Regions from separate parts of the Sus scrofa genome. Here region 1 is linked to region 2. A link is a contact called in public HiChIP or PLAC-seq data. All regions are on one chromosome and are shown on one strand. Each heading gives the region's core, a stretch centred on a gene start, on an enhancer-like site or on the middle of the called end of the contact. The rest is flanking DNA. Distances are from core to core; before and after follow the strand shown. Region 1 overlaps RAPGEF1 (rap guanine nucleotide exchange factor 1). Region 2 overlaps RAPGEF1 (rap guanine nucleotide exchange factor 1).

Region 1 (5,209 bases), core at 831-3,330, 110 kb before region 2:
TGCACTGATAGACCTCCTATTGGGGAGCCTCCCCACAGGTCCTGAGGGCTGGAGCAGGCCCGCTATCCCTGTTTTGTCCTGAGGGCAACTAAGGCCCAGGGAAATCAGGTGATGTGCCCAGGGTCGCAGTCCTTGTGCAGGGAAGTGGGCCCCGACCTCGGCTCTGGTGCCCACACCCCTCTCTGCCTTTGCAGAGCACTGCTTAGAGTGTCTCACGTTGCGGGGGACACAGTAGCTTTATCTTTTCTTTTTTGTGTGGCTGCACCCTCGGCATATGGAAGTTCCCAGGCCAGGGACTGAATTGGAGCCACAGCTGTGACCTACATCACAGCTGCAGCAACACCTGATACTTAACCCACCGTGCTGGGCCGGGGATCAAACCTGCGCCTCTTCAGTGACCCGAGCCGCTTCCATTGGATTCTTCACCCCCTGTGCCACAGCTGGAATGCCCAGCTTTGTCTTAATTATTGTACACGTTTCTAAGTTTCTCTTCTGGTCTTGCAAACAAACAAGCAAACAAACCCCGCCTCAGATTAGGGTGGGCCTATGGCAATCTGTAGGCTGCAGGTGATGCTAATAACGCCAGTAACCTCAGCAGCTCCGTGAGGAGATAAGAAACAGCACAGATGCAGGCCTGTGTTTTGAAAAATCCACTGGAGCAACCCCAGCGTTTCCTGGTTTCCCAGGGCAGCTGTGGGCAGAGGTGGTTTGAATGGGATTCCTTGTACCCAGCAGACGTGCTAGGAGGTCTGTAGAGATGAGTCATGTGTGAGCTTGCAGAAAAATCACCTCCCAAGTCTGCGTGGATTGGAGGACGCCTTGAGCACAGGGCTGGGCCTTCCCTCGGTCCAGCTGGACTCCTCCCGTTGCCATAACAAGATGACGCACTGGAACGAGCAGCGGCCTGGCAAGGCTGCCCGCCACCGCCCCCACGCGCCTGCGACGGGGCGCCCTGCTGCTGGGACAGGTGTTCCCCAGACGCGTCACCCACCTCGCCTGTTTTATGACTTCGGCCGGGGGTGGGGGGGGGAAACAGGTTGTGAATTATTCCGGGATGAGTCACCTTAGTTTGTGGTCATTTGTTGTAGCCCGCTTGACCATTTTCACCATGGCGACCTTGGGAGATTCTTGACCTTTCCTGGGTCTCATTTTCTCCGTCAGTGCCATGGGGGGGGGCCTCTAAAATTAGTGCTTCGCTGTTTTGTTTTAAAGCAGTAGGTCCTTTTTTATTATAGAAGGCCAGTGGGTAACTGTTTATGAGGGGCCGCTTGGGGCCCAGCGAGTCTGTCCCACTCGGGGGTGGCCCCCGAGGCTCCTCCTTGGGTCACCAAGCACAGTGTGAAAACCCACTTCCTGATGTGCTCGGCTCCTCTGCCCAAACCGGCTTCCTTTAGACTCTTCCTGCCTTCTCTTCCTCCAGCAGACAGTAAATTCCATGAGAAGGCCCCAGAGAAGCCCTTTGGATAGAATGTTATCGTGCAGCTTATTCAGAACCCAGAGCCCGCGTTTCCTTTCCACACGTTAGACCAGCAAGCCCAGTCCTGTGACTCCGAGCGGGAGCCTGCCTGTCTGGTCCTCCAGGGAGGGTACCGGCCGTGCTGCACCTCGACCATAGTAGGTGCTCGAAGCTACTGATGAGTGAATTGAGATCGTGTTGTCACAGTGAACTTAGGTTTCTGATGCCAGGTCTCAAAATCAGCTTTCAAAGGGAGCTGCTTCTGGGCTTTGGATTGTCAGTTAGGGTGTTTCTTGGTGAATCAGTAGGACCAATACTCTGACAAAGGTGTGCAGTTGGCTGGGCTTCGGTGTTAACCATGCCTGGCGATGGGTGTTTTAGACGGGTCTTTGGCGGCGCGACCCAGCAGCTGAGATCGGGTTCTCAGAAGGCTGTCAGGAGAGCGCCAGTGTGGCCAGTCCGGGCAGCCGTGTCTCTGGAGCTGCGGGTGGCAGTGGCCGCGGGGTTCTGGGGGTGCCCGGGACGGAGCACTCGTGATCCTGCCTTTCAGTCCCAAACCACGGCACGTGCCAGCTCTGCTTGGCCTGCCTCCGAGATGCGCGCCAGCACGGGCGGCCCTGTCTGTCGTTGGTCTTCTTTTCACTCGGCCCAGTTCCCGGCACCGTCAGCTCTGCCCAAGGCCCGATTGTGCTGAGGGGCCGGAGCGCAGGGCTGCTGGCCTTCTCTGGGCCCCTGCTTCTGTGTCAAGGGCGTTAGCAGAGTCTCTCTTGCCACGGCTTCCTCTTGGTGAGTGAAGATGCAGTGGAGGGGCTTCTCAATGGATTAGAAATCTGGTCCCAAGTGGTTACAATTCCTTTTTCTCCCCGATTTTTTCTTGCAGGCTGTGGTTTGGAAGGTGGAAGGTAGGGCTCCTGGACCTGTCCTGTCCTACGGTCTGGACTGCGTCTTCCGGAAATACTGTTGTTGTCTCGTAACCACTTAGACCTTGTTCCCGTTAGTCCTTCAAAGATGGTCTTTCTCCTTGCTTTTCACTGGCTCGCTGCCTCCACACAGTCATTTTACTGCAAATGAAGTTTGGGGACCAGGAAGCTCTACCCTGCTTTTAAAGCATGGAAGGAAGGGAGCTGTCAGACACCGGATGCTGTGTGGTGCTTCCCGGGCTGAGGACAGGAGGGTGGAGTCCAGGTATTTGCTTTCCGGCTTTTCGGAAATGGATGCCATTGGTGTGGTCTGGACAGGGTGGCTCCCAGCTGCACCCTGTACCCTTAAAATGGGGAGCCAGCCCATGGTCTGAGCAGAAGGGTGGTGCTGGCCGTGTCTGGGAGAAGAAAGGCGAGGGCCTGGAATGAGAAGAGAGAACAGCAGAAGTCCCATGGAATGTGATGGCCCCGAATAATCACTTTGTTGACCCCAAACAAGCAAGCAAAAAACCAAGGGAGTTCCCTTCGTGGCTCAGCAGGAAGAAACCTGACTAGTATCCATGAGGATGCAGGTTCGGTCCTGGCCTTGATGAGTGGGTTAAGGATCCAGCATGGTCATGAGCTGTGGTGTAGGCCGCAGACGTGACTTGGATCCCATGTTGCTGTGACTGTGGTGTAGGCTGGCAGCTGCAGCTCAGATTCAGTCCCTAGCCTGGGAATTTCCTTATGCCAAGGGTGCAGCCCTAAAAAGCAAAACAAACAAACAAACACCTCAAACCTTGGAGTTCCCATAGTGGCACAGAGGAAATGAATCCGACTAGGAACCATGAGGTTGTGGGTTCGATCCTTGGCCTCGCTCAGTGGGTTAAGGATCCAGCATTGCCATGAGCTGTGGTGTAGGTCGCAGACGTGGCTTGGATTTGGTGTTGCTGTGGCTGTGGCGTAGGCCGGCGGCTACAGCTCCGATTGGACCCCTAGCCTGGGAACCTCCATATGCCACAGGAGTGGCCCTAAAAAGGCAAAAAGACAAACAAACAACAAGAACCCCAAACCTCTGGCTTGGAAACAGTGGTTGTATTTATTGCTGGTTATGGATAATCACAAGGCCCCCCTCTCCTTCAAGTGACTGAAGAAGTGGGTGATTGTGCCTGGGTCATGGAATTGGCTGCTCTCAGCTCCTCCTTTCAGTGACAAATACAAATAATAGTAGTAGTTCACATTCCTTAAGGACTTGACACGTTGTGGTACCAGACGCTGTTCTGTGTGTGGGGCACGCCTGGTCTCCTTTAATCCTCTCAGCGGGAGAAAGGTCCTGTTACCACTCTCCTTCTGCCGAGGACCAGATGCAGACACAGCTTTGCTTTGTGTGCAGGATCCTAAGATCCAGAAGAGCTGAGGTTTGCCTGTGGTCATACTGAGTTGGGGCCCAGATGGGACTAAAGCCCCTTTGACTACACTCCGTTTATCTGTGTTTTCATCAGCTGGGATGACATTGTTCTCTTAGCTTTTGTGACTTAGGTCAAAATGAGCCTCTACCCTTCCAGGGACTTCTTTGCCACGAGGTGGCTGCTACACTCAAAGGGGCATCTGGTCATGTTGGAGGGGGATGCTTGGGATGACAGGGGTCCCCTGGCTGTCCTGGTCCATCTCTGAGGACCAGAAAGCCCCGCTTCTTGCTGGGTGACCTTGGGCAAAGTGCTTAATCTGGGGCTTCTCTTGTACCCTGATGGGGTAGACAGACCCATCTCAGAGCCCTTTCCTTTTTCTTTTTCCTTTCAGGGCTGCACCTGTGGCATATGGAGGTTCCCAGGCTAAGGTTCAAATCAGAGCTGCAGCTGCCAGCCTTCACCACGGCAACTCCGGATCTGACCCGTGTCTGCACCCTTCTCTGAAGCTCACGGCAACACTGGATCCTTTAACCCAATGCACGAGTTCAGGGATCAAACTCACATCCTCATGGGTACTAATTGGGTTCTTAACCCACTGAGCCACAACGGGAACTCCTAAGAGCCCTTTCTAGTGCTGATTCTTTGTGAGTCTGATCTGCATTATAAAGGGGGGAGTGGGATGTATGGGTAGTTTTGTTATTGTTGTTTTTTGTTTTGTTTTGTTTTTGGTCTTTTTTAGGGCCACAACTGCGGCATATGGACTTTCCCAGGCTAGGGATTGAATCTGAGCTGCAGCTGCCAGCCTACACCACACCAGATCCAAGCTGCATCTGCGACCTATACTGCAGCTCATGGCAACACTGGATCCTTAACCCACCGATCGAGGCCAGGCATCAAACCTGCATCCTCATGGATTCTAGTTGGGTTTGTTACTGCTGAGCCACAATGGGAACTCCTGTTTTGTTGGTTTTTAATGACACTAGTATTGCATAGCATGAAAATCTTCCTTATCACAATAAAACATATAATCCTTTGTGGTTTTCAAAACACTTTTATAGCGTTAGGTGTTTTTGCTGTTGTTTTAGGTTTTATTTGTGTTATTAAAAGATATTATTATTATTGAAAGGAATTATTATTAAAAGGAAATGTGGCATTTTTTTCCCAGATGAGAAGGATGACTGCTCCTGACTGTTGTGTGCCAGGCACTGTGCTGGGAGTTTTACCTTCTGACACCTGTGTGATTTAACTAGTGCTATTGTTGCAAAGAGAGGCATGGCAAGTATTGTTGTGTTGCTTGGCAGTTGAGGAAAGGGAGGCAGGAAAGGGGGAAGTGACCCGCCAAGGCCGCATGCTGCAGGGGGATGGAGGGTGTGGGGGAATTTGGGTTTCACTCATCACTGCCCTGCCCTGCCCCCTCTGTGTGTGCCGCCTGGGCCCCACCGAGA
Region 2 (5,188 bases), core at 1,252-3,751:
CATCCTGCTGGTCCACGCCACCGAGACGGACAGGAAAGGTAGGGCAGTGGCCTGGGTGTGGGAGCTTTCGCCGAAGCCAGCGCGGGCTCCCTCCACTGCCGCGGCCCCTCCCTCCCTTTCTCTCCTCGCCACCAGCCCTGAGCCATCGGAACAGCGGTCCCGGTGCTGCTGGGTCACTGTGGGGAGAGCCCACGCTGGGCACAGGTGACTCGCATTCAAAGCCAGGCACGCTACTTCCCAGCCTCTCGGGGCGTGTCCTCGGTTGGTGCCGGCTCGCGGGGACCCCAGGACCTCCAAGGGGGCGAGTTCCCCGTGCGGAGCTTGACCTCTTGTCCCAGCGCGTTCAGCAGCCTAAAGGTCACGTCGCTGTGCGGGTAGCTTTTGATGCCTCTCCTGATAATTGGCCCGTCAATGCTCCAGACTGCTAGCCTGGGCCTAACATGCCCGCTCAGGGGCTTCCTGGGGCAGCACTCTGTCCAGGAGCTGTCTGTCTCACAGCGCATTACCTCTGCAGGATGGGGTCCCCCCCTCAGCATGGAGACACCCCATTCTGGGTCCCAATTCTCTGAGGGGGCCGGAAAAGCAGGGTGGACTCTGCCAGCGAAAGAGCAGTCTTTCCAGGTTGTGTTCTGGAAGGAAGAAGAGAAGGGGGTTGTGAAGACAGTGCCCATGACCTTGGTCAGGACGGCAGGGGCACTGCAGTGCCCACACGCCCCTGCCAGGCCTGGCCTCTCTCCACACTCACTTTCTTTTTACGTTTTTTTGTTAGTTTGTTTTTGCTTTTTTAAGGGCCATACCTATGACACATGGAGGTTCCCAGGCTAGGGGTTGAATCAGAGCTGCAGCTGCTGGCCTACACCACAGGCACAGCAATGCAGGATCTGAGCCAGGTCTGCGACCTACACCACAGTTCAGGGCAACACCAGATCCTTAACCCACCAAGCGAGGCCAGGGATCGAACCCACAACCTCATGGTCCCAGTCAGATTTGTTTCTGCTGCGCCACAACAGGAACTCCTCTTACATTTTTTAAATTATTAAAAAGATGGTGGAACAGCGACGTTAAATTAAGGTGGGGAGGAACGGAAGCACCCCAGTCTTGAACCCTAACCCCCCGATTTTATTTTTGTAAACGACTTTGTCCCCCTGTTTTTGCAGCAAATGTCTCCAGCGTGTTACTTAGATGGTTCTGGGAGTTTGTAATTATGAAGGTAGCACAAAAACGATTGTTTACATTGCAGAAAATTTGAAAAAGAGAGTAAAAGGAGAAATGGCTCCCCCAAACTCAGCTGGCCACGCTTCTGCCCTCCAGGCTTCTTCTGACCCAAGCAGAGCGTGGTTCTGAACTTTGAGTTTGAATCCTGGCTATGCTGTTTGCAGGCTTAGGCAACCGCCAGGCACAGCCCTGCTCGGCCTCCACTGGCTCAGATTTTTGAGAGTGCCCAGCACACGTGAAGCTTGAGTGAGCTAACCTGAGACATGCCTGGCACATAGGAAGTGCTGGGGCCTCTCTGTTCCCATCCCAGGAACAGCATGTGCCCTGCTTCCTGCAGTGGACGCGCCCGCGTTCTCAGCTTGGCGTGAGAAACAGTTCTCATTCTTGTCCAGAAGTAAAAGGCTGGAACGGGAGCTGGCTCAGTCCTCGGCTCTGAGCAGGGAACTCTGCTGTCCTGCCAGGTGCAAGCAGCTGTAGCCAAGGCCAGAGGGAGCCCCGCAGGCCGGGCAACCCCAGAACCTTCCAGTCTGTGCCCATTGTGCCTGGAAGGGGGGCCCTGCTGCCCACTGGGGCTTCCACTCTGTCTCATCAATGGAAAGATGTTGAGGCTCCAGGGAACCAATGTCCTTTGTACCTGGGCTGAATCGTTGAGGCAGAGGCCTTGGGCCACGCAAGCTCCTTAGGCAGGTTGCTTCCTGTGGACCAGTGGCTGGAAGGCCCCGTGGCTCAGGGGTGCAGGTCTGGGCCCTTCTTCCAAAAGCAGGGGTTGTCTTGTGCTGGACCCACACTTTGTCTTTGCAGAGAAGCCCAACTTGACAGTGAGCTGGGCAGGCTTGGGGTCCAGGAAGGGGCCCAGGCCCAGTGCTGCTGGACCCTGCTGTGGCTCCAGTGCTGGCTCCGCCCGCCGGGCCCACGCGAACACACCCCAGACGCGGGTGCTGCTCTTCCTCGCGTCCTGGCAGGGGGACGGAGGCCGGGGCTCTGCTGAGCTGGAGGAGTGGGGATCCTCAAGATTCCTCTGCCAGCGACTTGGGGTGACTGAGGGAGGAGAGGGAAGGCGGCCTGTGTGCACACGCTCAGCCTCTCAGTGGGGACCCAGACTTGGGGGCCAGTTGGGACTCGAACCTCAGCCCCAGCATGGGGTAACTGAAGTTCACGAGCCGGGCCAGGTCACTCGTCTCCAGAAGTGACCTGCGCCGGAAACTCCTGCCTTCTCCTTGTGCCAGACTGTGCGGTCGAAGGGCGTGTCCCAGGGCCATTGTCAGTCTGGAAAGGTCGGACTCCCGGGCCAGAGCCAGCCCCTCCAGAGGGAGGGGGGTGCTGCTGCCAGCTCAAATCCAGCGGCAGAGCCAGGCTCCTCCCAGGCACCCCGCCTCCCCTGGCACCAAAGCGTGCTCACGTGTATGTTCTAGCAGTGTGCCAGGCTTGGCACCTTCAACCCATTCTGAGGTCTCTCAGTAGCTGGACATTCCCAAGGGTTTTGTTCTGGGTCCTGCTCTCTAAAAGCCTTGCCTGTGATTGAGCTTCAGAGTCCCGCTAATGAGTTTGAATTGTATTCTCTACGCCCACGATGGTGATTAAGAGTCTTTGAATTGGCGGTTTTGTCATGGCTCAATGGTTAACAAATCTGACTAGGAACCATGAGGTTGCGGGTTCGATCCCTGGCCTTGCTCAGTAGGTTAAGGATCCGGCATTGCCATGAGCTGTGGTGTAGGTCACAGACGCAGCTCGGATCTGGTGTGGCTGTGGCTGTGGGTAGGCCTGCAGCTGCAGCTCCGATTCAACCCCTAGCCTGGGAACCTCCATATGCTGTGGGTGCAGCCCTGAAAAGACAAAAAAAGAAAAAAAAAGACTCTTTGAATCATCAAGTCTTGGGACAAACCAGAATTTCTGAGGTCTAATCAGAGGTGGCACATCCCTGAAGCATCTGTCTTGGTCCCTGGCCAGGGGCAGGCATCACTAACCAGCGTCCTTGCGTCTAGATCTGGTGCTGTACTGCGAGGCCTTCCTCACCACCTACAGGACCTTCATCAGCCCCGAGGAACTCATCAAGAAGCTGCAGTACAGATATCCTTGCCCGGCCCCCGCCCTGGCTCCACCCCGCGCTCCACAGAGCCTCCTGGGTTCGGGGGAAGGGCCTGCGTGCCCGCTCGGCCCTCGCGCAGGGAGCTGTGTCGCCACGGTGGGCAGCAGTGATGAGCTGCTCAGCCCTGCGCTGCCGTGTCCTAGCTTGGGGCCTCAGGCAGGGCTTCTCTGGGCCTCATTCCTCACCTGTAAAAGGACTGAGGGACGTCATGTGAGGTGCCCGGAGCACGGGGTGGCAGTGGTGGTCCCTTGGGGAGTCTGAAGAACTGGAATTGACGCAGCCCGAGAGGAGCGGTGTGTAGGTCACTGGCACCTGCAGCTTCCCCGAGCTGAGCCGCAGGGCAATGGGGGTGACGCGTAGGACATGTGCCAGGCTGGAGGGGATCGGGACGCAGATGAGCAACCTATGGAGCAGACACGCCACTGCAACTGCTGGCAGACCAGCAGTGGACAGACACTCCGTGTCCACGACAGAATCGGCTCCCACCGCTGGACCACCCTGCCCCACGGGCTCCCCTTTCAAATGCCGCTCCCCACAGTAGAGGCCTTTCTTGGAGCCAGACCTGCCCCTCCTGCCCAGACTCACCTGGAGCTATGTCGCATAGCACGGGCCCCCCCAAGGTCCCCGCTCCTTGGCCTCCTCCTGCGTCACAGCCCACGAGTGCCCTCTGCTGGACAGCCACCGTCACTTGGGGCAGTCCCCCCAGCTTTCCGCTCCCTTCCTGTGCTCCAGCGGCCCCGGTCCCTGAGAACTGCACAGCCCGCCTCGGCAGGGCCTTCGTTCCCTCCAGCCTCGCGCATTCAGCTGCTCACAAGCCTGGTGCGGCGTGATACCGACTCACACTTGAGAACGCCCCAGTGTCAGTTTGAGGCTGTGTCTGCACGTGCAGTCTCACTCGGCCGTGACAGCCCTTTACACACGCATCCTGTCAGGAACAGGGTGCCTTTGTAGTGTGTCCTACCATGTACGCAAGGAGACTGAGGTCCAGGCCACCCTGAGTCAGCGTCTCCTCTGCTTGTCCTTAATGGACACGATACAGCGTCGTGACCCCCGGCCCAGGTGGCTGGTGAGTCCTTTGTGCTGCAGCCCTGGGCCCTGTCCCTTTGCACTCCTTCCTGAGCGCCCGTGGATTTCTGGGGAGCAGGCAGATGGAGCCAGAGAAGGGTCTGGAGGCGTGGTGAACACACGAGGGTGAAACCAGGACCCTCAAGGTCGAAGCCATGGCCTTGGGAGGTGGTCGGCCGTTGGAAGGGCTGCTGTGGGGTGGGGGCTGCTGTGCTTCATTCAGGTGGGCTCTGCAGCTGTGGAAAGACCATGGGGTCTCAGGAGCAGAGGGGGACCCCTCCAGGCTGTGCGCCTCCCCCGGCGACCTGGAGGTTGAGGGCAAGTGCTTTTCAACCGCCTGCCTCTGCCTGAGCCTCAAGGATGCAGCTTCAACGGCAGGTCCCAGGAACCTTGGGTTGAAGCCAACAGAGAGGCCGGACAGTGGAGGGCCGGCAGTTCTCCAGGCAGGAGGCGGGGGTCCAGAACCGTCCTTGGGGTCAGGCTGGCTCTCTGCCTTCCCCGGCCTTGCCCACGGGGCTCCTGGAGGGCCGCTGAGGGGCGGACGTGTAGCCAGGGGAGGGGGGCATTTGACTACAGGAAAAGCCTCCCACCCGTCCCCCGACCCCGCCTGGGAGAACGGCTGTTTCTTTAACCCATGGTCCACGTACGAGAAGTTCTCGCCTTTCGCTGACACGTTCAAGAAGCGCGTCAGCAAGAACACATTCTTCGTGCTGGTGCGGGTGGTGGACGAGCTCTGGTGAGTGGGGCCCCGCCGGGCTGCGGGCTTCCTGTCGCTCGCCGCCTGGACAGGGCTTGCTGCTGCTCGCTTGAACTTGACCCCTG

What was found. HiChIP or PLAC-seq counts read pairs in DNA pulled down with a chosen protein or histone mark.
Region 1: a contact with region 2 is called in an H3K27ac HiChIP or PLAC-seq map of skeletal muscle. The contact joins two enhancer-like sites. A contact is called at or near these places in 1 of 5 promoter capture datasets (liver), 24 of 47 Hi-C or Micro-C datasets (adipose tissue, alveolar macrophages, blood and 15 more) and 2 of 2 datasets of contacts at active chromatin or transcription factors (alveolar macrophages and skeletal muscle).

What each region holds. Positions count from the first base shown.
Region 1 is chr1:271,614,347-271,619,555 of Sscrofa11.1, reverse strand. All of the region lies in intron 1 of RAPGEF1 (rap guanine nucleotide exchange factor 1), which reads left to right. Among named protein-coding and RNA genes, the nearest start is that of RAPGEF1, 7.7 kb to the left of the region's middle. Within about 2 kb of position 2,080, at least 42 of the 83 cell types and tissues checked have an H3K27ac peak or open chromatin away from gene starts, as enhancers often do. A contact at or near this core is called in omental adipose tissue and skeletal muscle, where this site is marked.
Region 2 is chr1:271,501,999-271,507,186 of Sscrofa11.1, reverse strand. It overlaps RAPGEF1 (rap guanine nucleotide exchange factor 1), which reads left to right. Exons shown (of 26, transcript XM_005654593.3): 16 at 1-38; 17 at 3,198-3,282; 18 at 5,010-5,102. Among named protein-coding and RNA genes, the nearest start is that of UCK1, 51 kb to the right of the region's middle. Within about 2 kb of position 2,501, at least 11 of the 83 cell types and tissues checked have an H3K27ac peak or open chromatin away from gene starts, as enhancers often do. A contact at or near this core is called in omental adipose tissue and skeletal muscle, where this site is marked.